Regions from separate parts of the Sus scrofa genome. Here region 1 is linked to region 2. The links are chromatin contacts, called in public Hi-C maps. All regions are on one chromosome and are shown on one strand. The core of a region is the stretch at or near the end of the contact, and the rest is flanking DNA. Distances in the headings are between cores, read along the strand shown.

Region 1 (4,941 bases), core at 1,495-3,994, 210 kb after region 2:
TCTCTGTGAGGATACAGGTTCGACCCCTGGCTTCACTCCATAGGTTAAGGATCTGGCACTGCCACAAGCTATAGTGTAGGCCACAGATGCAGCTCGGATCCTGTATCGCTGTGGCTGTGGCAGAAGCCAGCAGCTGCAGCTCTGATTCGGCCCTGGCCCAAAAACTTCCATATGCTGCAGGTGCAGCCCTAAAAAGGAAAAAAAAAAAAAAAAACAAATTCTGCCTGCAGTGTACATGACAGCTTTATTCATTATTGTCAAAACTTTGAAGCAACCAAGATGTTCTTCAGCAGGTGAGTGGATACCCTGTGGACACCAAGACAACGGAATGTTTTTCCGTGATGAAAGGAAATGAGCTGTCAGGTCACGAGAAGACATGGTTGTGTGGTGCTGAGTGGAAAAAGCCCCTCTGAAAAGATCGAAGTATGGTATGACAGCAACTCTGACATTCTGGGAGAGGCAAAGCTGTAGAATCAGTGAAAAGATGGGTGGACAGGAAAACGAATCGGTGGACACGGGACCTTTTTGGGCAGTGATAGTCTTTTGGATGCTACTCCAATAGCAGATACAAGACATTCTGCATTTGTCAAAACCCATAAAACCCACAGAACAGAAAGGGTGAATCCTAACCTAAACCTTAAACTTGGGTTAGTTGTAACAACAATAATGTATCAATATTGGCTCATCAGTTGCAACAAATGACATAATGAATGATGTTAATATTAAACTTAGGGAATAGGGAGAGCTATATGTTGAACAATTTTTCTGTAAACCTAAAACTATTCTTTAAAAGGCTATTAAGGTGTTCCCATCGTGGTGCAGTGGAAACGAATCCAACTAGGAACCATGAGGTTGTGGGTTCGATCCCTGGCCTCGCTCAGTGAGTCAAGGATCTGACGTTGCCATGAGCTGTGGTGTAGGTTGCAGATGTGACTTGGATCTGGTGAGGCTGTGGCTGTGGCTGTGACTGTGGCCAGCAGCTATAGCTCCATTCGACCCCTCACCTGGGAACCTCCTATGCCATGGGTGCAGCCCTAAAAAGCAAAAACCAAACAAATCTATTAATGTATTTTTTGCGCGGGGTTGGCGGGGGGGGGGCAACAGGGAGTTCCCATCCTGACTTAGAGGTAACAAACCTGGCTAGTATCCATGAGGATGTGGGTTTGATCCCTGGCCTTGCTCAGTGGGTTAAGGATCCTGCATTGCTGTGAACTGTTGTGTAGGCCCACAGCTACAGCTGTGATTCAACCCCTAGCCTGGAACTTGGAAATGCCCTAGGAACTTGCATATGCCCTGGGTGTGGCCCTAGAAAGACGTTGTGTGTGTGTGTGGTGGTGTGGGCATATTTACATATACAAGTAAATAAATATTTTTTCAATCTAGATTTCCAGTGTCTTTGGCCACACTAAATCCATACGTTGCTTGGTAATAGAAGATGCTCTTCTTACCAGCCCACTTCAATCCTTTCTATCTAGAAAGCCTTTGGTGGGTTACCTGTGGCCAAGAGTCTTTGCAGCCTCTCCCATTAAGAGGCGGAGTCCTTGAATCTAGGTGGGCCTTTACCCTCTGACTGTTTTGACCAACTCTAAGCCCAGGCCCTCTTGGACCCCAGATGCCATGTCAAGAGCCCAGGCCAGCCTACTCAAGGACGGAGGACGACTAGCAAGAGGGCCTGCGGCCCCAGCCAAGCCCGACACCCCCAGCCACGCATCAGTGGATACAACCACATGAGTGAGTCCAGGAAAGACCAACAGAAAAGCTGCCCAATTAACCCACAGATTCGTGGCAAAGAATACACCAGGGTTGTTTCAAGCTGCTGAATGTAGGCCAGTTCTCTCAGCGATAGTTAACTGACCCAAGTCAGAGTCACAGGCAGCTGCCTTGGGATGGGGCTGGGGCTGGGCTGCGCAGGAAGGTAGAAGCCATGGGAGCTTCTCGCTGTAGCACAGTGGTACGTGGAGATTAGCCCTTCCATTTGCAGAATCTTCTTTGAAAGAAAATGACTCATAAATGAGATTCTAAGAAGTTAGGAAACAAAACAAAACCCACAGCTAATGGCTGAGGCAACAAGAAAGATAGTTCTAACATTGGCGTGCAAAGCCGGAAAGCCTGGGTTTGATCCTGGCACCACCAGTGACTGTCCATCCGGTGACAGTCCTTGGCCCTAAGCCTTCCCCTGAAGGCGGAAGGAGTGGGGCTGACCTGTCCCTGAGAATGGAGATGCTTCACCGGGTGCTCACGGAGGGCTGCAGAACTAGAAGCCACTCTCCTCTCCCAGTGACAAATAGCGTTGGCATCAGGCCACCGCTTTTCTGGAAGATCTTGATTTTTAAGGAGGAAGTAAACAAATGCTGAGAAAGAAGTCAGGGGATGTCCCATGAGGCACTAAAGATACTGCAGTAATTCCCCCAAATTAAAAACCACGAGGGGGATGCTTTTTTCTGACCGCTGGGGTAGGGGTGGCGGGGCTTGTTAGGATTAAGAGAAGGCGGTGAGGACAGAGCACGGTTCCAGCAGTGGAGGAACCCAGCCTTGGAGTTCTCCCTGCCTAAGTGGTCCCCACCCCTAAAAAATAACTCACTGCCCAGTAGCCCCATAAATGAAACTAATTTTTCTCATCCTTTCCGCTTAACACACACACGCATTTGCAAGTTATTTCTGGTGACCTAAAAGCTGTGTGCATGCCAAATGCCTTCACACGCTGCCAGAGTCAACCGTCCCGTCCGGTTTTAGTGGCCAGTGAGCGGCTAGAGCACAGGCCCTGGAATTCAGAGGATAAACAAGGCCCGCTTCCAGGCGGAGCTGTTTCTCTGGAGCGCCGTTGGCTCCTTCTGAATTTGATTCGGCGACTCTCAGATGCAACCTGGGGCGAGCTTTTGCCTGGGGAGAGAGAGCTCCAATTTTACTTATGGTTTACCTGTTCAGGCGAGATTCGCTCAACAAAAATGGTTGGAACACTGGCTGTGGGCCCAGCGTCATTCTGCGTGCTGAAGAAAGGGTGACTTAAAGAAAAAAGAAATTAGATGGCGCTCTTGTTGTGGCTTAGTGGGTTAAGAACCCAACTTAGCGTCCTTGTGGATGCAGGTTCGATCCCTGGCCTCGCTCGGTGGGTTAAGGATCCGGCATGGCTGTGGCTGTGGCTGTGGCACAGGCCAGGGCGGCAGCTCCAATTCAGTCCTAGCCCGGGACCTTCCATCTGCTGCGGGTGTGGCGCTAAAAAGAAAGAAAAAATTAGAGTTTCTGCTCTCATTGATTTTATATTCTTGTGGAGACAGAAGGAAGTCAGTGTCTCGTATATCAGATGTTGAGAAGTTGAGCTTCGGGGGGCCTCTCCCACACTGTCCTTTCTGCCCCTCTGTTCCCCCAATCCTGATGTGTATGTTTCAGGTGCTAAGAGATGGTCCAGGCTGTTCTTCTGCCCATCTTCCCCCACCAGCCTCCTGTCTTGACAGCCTGGAGCTCTCTGGCAGTCCCTGAAAAGGAGGAACGTCTCCTCCGGAGGCAGGTGGTGCCCACCTTCAACCTGGACCCGCTGGGGTAGGTAGGCAGGCGTGTTCCTGAAACTTTCAGAAACCTCTGCATCCCACGGGGTACCTGATAAGCTGCATGCCTACCTGTTATTTATTGAGACCACATGAATCACTAAATGAATAATATGCATTAGACAAGGGATAACTCACGGCCTCTGTTTTAAAAGGAATTTTACCCATCTAAGTGCTATTTGATGCCAAAAGAGTTACACCCAAACAGGCAGCTGTGATTTCGCTGCAGGGATCTCTGTTTGTCGTTCTTTGGGATGCAGGGATTTGAAAGAGGTTGTTTTCCTGGGCGGTTGGATCCGTTTTCTGTGGGAGAGGGCTTTCCCTGTGAGAGCGATCCTGCTTCTTATGCAGCTTTTGCTGAAAAGATCCCTTCAGACAGTTTTGCCTGAAAACCTGGTGGGTGCTTCCCACCTGGAGAAAGAGCTGGAAAGCATGATAATTTTCATAGGGAATCGTTTGCCTGTGCTTCCTGCTCCTCACAACCCGCACGGTGCTTCCAGCCTGCTCCTTCGGGGTCATGTCTTGGCCAAGCCTGGAATCATCCCTCTTACCCCTCGGACTCTGAGGCCACCACCGCCACACTTTCTCCACGTGCCAGGCCCCGCTCCCCTGACGTTTTCGGAGACTGTCACTGATGGGACCTGCACTCTTGTCTTCTGAGAGGCTTCCTGGCAGCGTTTCCCCTTCCCCAGCCAAGATCTCTGTGGCCAGGTAGGAGCCCAACTGGCCTCCCTTGGGGGAAGATGGAGATCCCTGCCTGGTGACCCATCTGATTTTTACTGGTTCATTTTTACATGCTTCATGACCCAGCGGGATTTCTGTCCCAAGCACCAGGGCTGTCAGTGCCACTCGGATCTGTCCAGCCCGCTGGCGGGGTTGCAGGGGGAGGTGGGGAGTGTGGAGGCAGGAACCACACACCATTCCCCGGCTCAGCCAGCATCCCCGTTTCCCAGCGGACTGGACGTCACGAAGGGGACCAAGTTTGCCTTCCCATGGATTGTTTTCTTCCCCCCACTTTATAAGCTCAGATCGTGCAAAGGGTCTGCATTGTCGCCATTAGACTCATTACTCTTGCCAACTAATCCTAAACAACCCCCCCGTCCCTGTCCCCATGTGCCATAATACGGAGTAGATGCTGCCGCCTCGGGGTTTAATTAAGCAGATGAATGAACAAATTTCATTCGGAATTTAGCTGCATTTTGTACGTGTTAAGTAGGTGGTAGGCATTTTAAACCTCCAGGTTTTGGTAGTATCTTTAGTGAAGGAAATTGGCTTAGCATTTCGTAGGGCTTTCAGCAATTAACATTTTGCAGGGCTCGCAGGCTTTCACGCCTTAAGAGGACTTCGGAAGGAAGCCTGAAAGGGCTTTTCTCTTGCTTCAGATAAGGGATTGCATGTC
Region 2 (4,813 bases), core at 586-3,085:
GTTGAGCGTAACAGCCGACTTGGAGGACCTGGGTGCTGCGGGGAAGATGTGACCGACAGAGGGGCCGCAGCCTCCGCTCTAACAGAGATGGGTGGCGTGACGGCAATGCGTGCATTTTCATCCCTCTCGCCTCCCCTCCCTTCCTCCGTTATTAACCGTAGCCACCTGCTCTGGGCTTTACTGACACAGAAGACACAAGTGTAGTGAAGCGCAGCGAATCTCGTAGCCTTTCCTTCTCCAAAGTCATCCTCTGCTTTTTCCTGCAAACCGTATCCAGAGTCCTCCTTTTGCAAGCTTTCCGTGAATAGGTAGAGACAGCTTTCCTCCAGACCAGTCCCAGCCTGGCATGTCGCACCCTCTGTCAGTTCTGTCCTTGTCGTCTTCCCACCATGTGCTGTGTGTTTGCGCAGGGTATGAGCTTTTCTTCGTGATGGTTGGCTGGTTGTTTAATTAGGTATGTTTTATATGAGTCTGTTCAATTCTGAATATCTGTCTTAGGTAATTTGCTCCCAGAGGGAGAAAAATATCATTTTATACAGCTTTTACTACAGTGCTGTGTGCATGTGGTTGTTCAATTTTGTTTGTTTATGGTAATGCAATTTTTGAGTTAGATTATTTTGCTCTTTCCCTTGGGACTTGGGTGAATTACTCTGTGAGAGACTACAGGAGCTTAATCGTGTTAGTTGTTATTTAAACTAAAACATCGGCAGGTACACACACAGTCTGCATTTGTGTATGGGTAGGACAAAAAAAAAAAAACCTCTAGGAAAATGGGAAGCTGGGTAAGGTAAGAATATTGGAGGCTGGAAAGATTGATGGAAGAGCTGAAAAACCCACCGCAACCCTCTAAGGCGTCACCACCCTTATTTTGAGTATGTTTTATGAAAGGCTGCAGGATGCAGGTGACAGATGGAAGCAGCTTAAGTTTGCACTTGGACTCTGCCTATTGCTGGCTGTGTGCGTCTGGGCAGGCAGTTTAACCACATCTATAAGGTGGGGCTAGTCATGCCTACCTTGCAGGACTCTTTTGAAGATGGAATATGCTATCATATTCCTCCCTGATGGCGTTCTCTGTCGGAAGAGATTGTCCTTTGAAGTTGTCCTCTCTGCCTTAAAACCTGAGACTTCACTGTTCTCACGGTGGACCTCAGCTTTGGAGGGTATTTCCTGGAGGCCCTTTGTTGCATTTTGATGGCATACCTCTCTCCTAGAGTGTCCTGATTTTCTGAGTCGTCCCTAAGCTGAGAGCGAGCGCAGGTGCTTAAATGTCTGTGTGCAAAGGGGCTGCTAGGGGAAGAACCCATTTTCACACCGCGTATCCCCTAACGTGTTATTTATCTGTATTTCCTGTATGCGATAAAAGGTTTAAGCCCCTCCTTCCAATTTATGTCTCTTCATACGAGTGTGAAGTTAAAATAACACTCTTCCAGTTTAACATGTGGGGCGTGTGCTCCCTTGTCTGTGTGTCTGTGAGATGGTGTGAGCGTAAGTCGGCGTGTGTTTTCCAAAAACGCTCCTCTTACGTAACAGACTTTGGTTCAGGGCTCAACCTCTAGATGGCAGTTGTGTATGTGTGTTCGTAACTGTTAGGCGGTCCAGTTGAAAAGCAGCTGTCTTTGTACATTGTCAGTGCGTGTGTGTAATGCGTGTGTGTGTGTGTTGAAGAAATCAGGCGGCTATTGCTCCTTAAAGGAAAGGTATCCTAAATGACTCATTCTTTCTCTCTAAATTCCTTCCTCCCACCCTCGTAGAACGGATCATTTCATACCCACTTTCCTGCAGAGGCAGGCGTGCTCAGTCCTTCTGGCCTGTGTTTAAGCAGCGCGTTTCCCCGTGCTCTCGGCACTCAAGTGTCAGGCCCTGTGCTGCAGGGACAGCTTATTTAAGGGTGGTGACGAGGACAGGCGAGTGAGTGGGGCTGAGAACCAGGCCATCCTGCTTTTCCCTCGGGGTGCCGTCTGCCTTTATCTTTTGCAGCAGATGAATCCATTTTTCCTGGTTTCAAGCTTCCCCTCCCCTCCCCTTCTCACCCCTGGTCTGAAATAATATTTGATGTTGCCTTCCTGCTGGTTGGTTGGAGTTGCCGGTCTCAGAGCCATTGACATTTCGGAGAGGAAATGGCTCTTTCCTTCCTCGGAGGGTGTTTTCCTGCTCTCATTTTGTGGCTGCGGTGGGGGTGGGGGGTACCCGACGTTCTGAACTGCTTCTTGGCTGTTCTGTCAAATCAGCGAGTTAAGAAGTTCTTAGAATCTTTAGAGTTGGTGCAATTTTTAAATGACCGAGTTTCTTTTTTTTTTTTTTTTTTCCTTTTTAAAAAAGTTAAATGAGAGTATTTGCTGTTGGAATCTGGTCTGAGTCAGCGTGGGATGTGTGGGTTAATGGATTGTGGTGTAAAATAAGACAATCCTATTTGTGTTAGTTCTATTAGTTCTTCCTCTGTCTTATGCCTGTTTCCAGTCTTTAGTCTGCACAGTTAAAGTTGGAGTTTTATTGATTACATATACCAGTTTATTTGGCAGCGTCTAAATATAAAATGTTTTTTTTTTTAAATCTAAACCACAATGTGGCTATTACATAAGTCTGAAGAAAGGAGACAGTTCAGCCCGTAAATGCCACTTATTGTGCATGTCTGTTCATCATGAGATGCAAGAGTAACAAAAAAATTGAGAAACGACCTAGAAGATTTCTTGAATTGGAATCTTTTCTCGTAGTTTGTTCTCAGCGATAACAAGTGTTTGCATTCCCTCTGAGTGGGTCTCATCTCAGCAATGAAGAATGCTTTCTTCTGGTGCAGTGTTGAAACCTGCTACGCCTGTGTCCCCGCTGCCTGTGGCCCAGAACAGGCTCTCCGTCAGCGTGTCTCATGCAAGACCATCTCAATGTGCCAAAAATGTGCTTGTCTGGCTTCCAATCTTTCATAACTTCATTCTCCTTTAAAAATGGAGGAAATTATCTGATGCGATTGGCATTATTACTCTCCAGACTCTTATCATTGCTCTGGTCCTAACTATTTGGCGTGCTTTCCTCCCAGATCAGTGGCTATAGTTATAATACGTTATCATTCATTCATTCATTAGGATTGATCCTTTCTAGATAATTAGAAGCCCGATTCTGGAAAATTCTTTCTTTTTTCTTTCTTTCTTTTTTTTTTTTTTTTTTTTTTTTGCTTTTTAGGGTCGTACCTGCAGCAAATGGAAGCTCCCAGGCTAGGGGTCAAATCAGAGCTGCTGCCGCCGGCCTGCACCACAGCCATTGCAAGGTGGGATCCAAGTCACACCTGCGACCCACACCACCGCTCACGGCAACGCTGTGTTGCCAACCTACTGAGCGAGGCCAGGGATCAGACCCGCATCTCATGGATGCTGTTGGATTCGTTTCCACTGCCCCACAACGGGAACGCCCTGGAAAATTCTTCAGGGGGGTGTGTGTTTGTGTGCTGGGGGCGGGGCTGGAGAGAGCGAGCTTTCTTCCTCTCCCTCCTTTCCTCTGTCCCTCCGCTAAGGCCCTGGTCACCCTGGACCCCAGGGCACAGACACTGCCTGTGCGAGGGGCGGTCCAGGGTGGTGTGAAGGTATGGGCTTTGCTTTAGAGTCCGGCGGACTGGGTTGCAATTGAGGCTCTGCCGCTCCCTGGCAGCGCAGGGCAGGCAAGTCATTTCTGAGGCTCAGGTTTTAAAGACATGGAATGCGAGCCCCTCCTCGTGAGCAGCAAATGCTCGTGCACGCACCGTCCTGAGCTCTGCGCTTGGCCCGTAGGAAACCCTTGGGACGTCTTCCACGTGTCTGGGGGGCCACCTTTGCAACGTCTGGTTTCGCTCTCGTGGCTAGTCTCTCACCCGTATCGCACCCAGGTCGCCATGGCATGTGTTTGCTTCTCACGCACAAGGACTGCCAGTGGTTGACTCCCCCAGAGCACGCGTAGTTGTGCAGGTTCCTAGGTGTTTGTCTCCAAATAGTCGGTGAATATTGCCTTCCCGTCATGACACTGGGTCCTCAGTACTGGAAAAACTGGGAAGGATCCCAGGTTCCTTCTTCGCTGATGAACGGGGAAGGCTCTCCCCGGGGGGACTGTGAGTGCATCAGGAATGCAGACACGTGTCCTTGTTGGTCCCAGCGCATAGAGGACATTACAACGTGTTGTGATGGGGTGGAACTCAGAAGGGGAGAGAGAGAAAGATGGATACAGACCCCAGAAATTGTAGGCTGGGGATCCACAGACGTGTTCGATGTGGCTTGAGTAGGGTTTGAGGCAACATTTTAAATGGAAAGAATCTGTAAATGCCAATGCCCCCTTCCCACGTGCCAGCTGTTTATAGGGCTGAAGGTAGATGCCTCGTTTGGGTGGCACACGTGCTCTCCACGTGGCCACAGTCTCCACCCTGCCCTGTTGTAGCACAGCACGGTCACCAGGGGCAACTGCCACTTTGACCTCGTCCTCACACTGTTGATTTTCGCATAGAGGGGAGGGGCCCCTTTGTTCCTGTGACTCTATCAGACAGCAAATGTGCAAAAGAAAAAGCAAGGACTGCATGTTTTAAGGAAAATGAGACCACGCCTATTTTCCACGGGACAGTGAAGACCCTTCGCCAGTTGCGCTCATTTTGCTGACTCGCCTGGTCTCTGTAGATGTTTGGCTCTGCATCTCACACACATGCACCGAAGACATGTCGTTCCTGAAGATTCTTCTGCTTTGGCCATGTCTTTGTGTAGACGAAGCTCTACAAAGAATGCTTGCAATTGTCAAGGAACGGTTAAGGATCAGTGTTTCCGGATAGCACTTTTTTTTTTTTTTTTCTTTTTAGGGCCATACCTGC

What was found. Hi-C and Micro-C count contacts between places; a contact is called where the count stands out from the background.
Region 1: a Hi-C map of subcutaneous adipose tissue shows a contact between it and region 2, with 1.7 times the contacts expected there. The contact joins two enhancer-like sites. A contact is called at or near these places in 4 of 47 Hi-C or Micro-C datasets (alveolar macrophages, epiblast stem cells, skeletal muscle and 1 more).

Annotation. Positions count from the first base shown.
Region 1 is chr2:144,704,122-144,709,062 of Sscrofa11.1, forward strand. All of the region lies in intron 20 of ARHGAP26 (rho GTPase-activating protein 26), which reads left to right. Among named protein-coding and RNA genes, the nearest start is that of NR3C1, 220 kb to the right of the region's middle. Within about 2 kb of position 2,745, at least 24 of the 83 cell types and tissues checked have an H3K27ac peak or open chromatin away from gene starts, as enhancers often do. A contact at or near this core is called in alveolar macrophages, skeletal muscle and subcutaneous adipose tissue, where this site is marked.
Region 2 is chr2:144,494,551-144,499,363 of Sscrofa11.1, forward strand. All of the region lies in intron 10 of ARHGAP26 (rho GTPase-activating protein 26), which reads left to right. Among named protein-coding and RNA genes, the nearest start is that of ARHGAP26, 200 kb to the left of the region's middle. Within about 2 kb of position 1,836, at least 33 of the 83 cell types and tissues checked have an H3K27ac peak or open chromatin away from gene starts, as enhancers often do. A contact at or near this core is called in alveolar macrophages, skeletal muscle and subcutaneous adipose tissue, where this site is marked.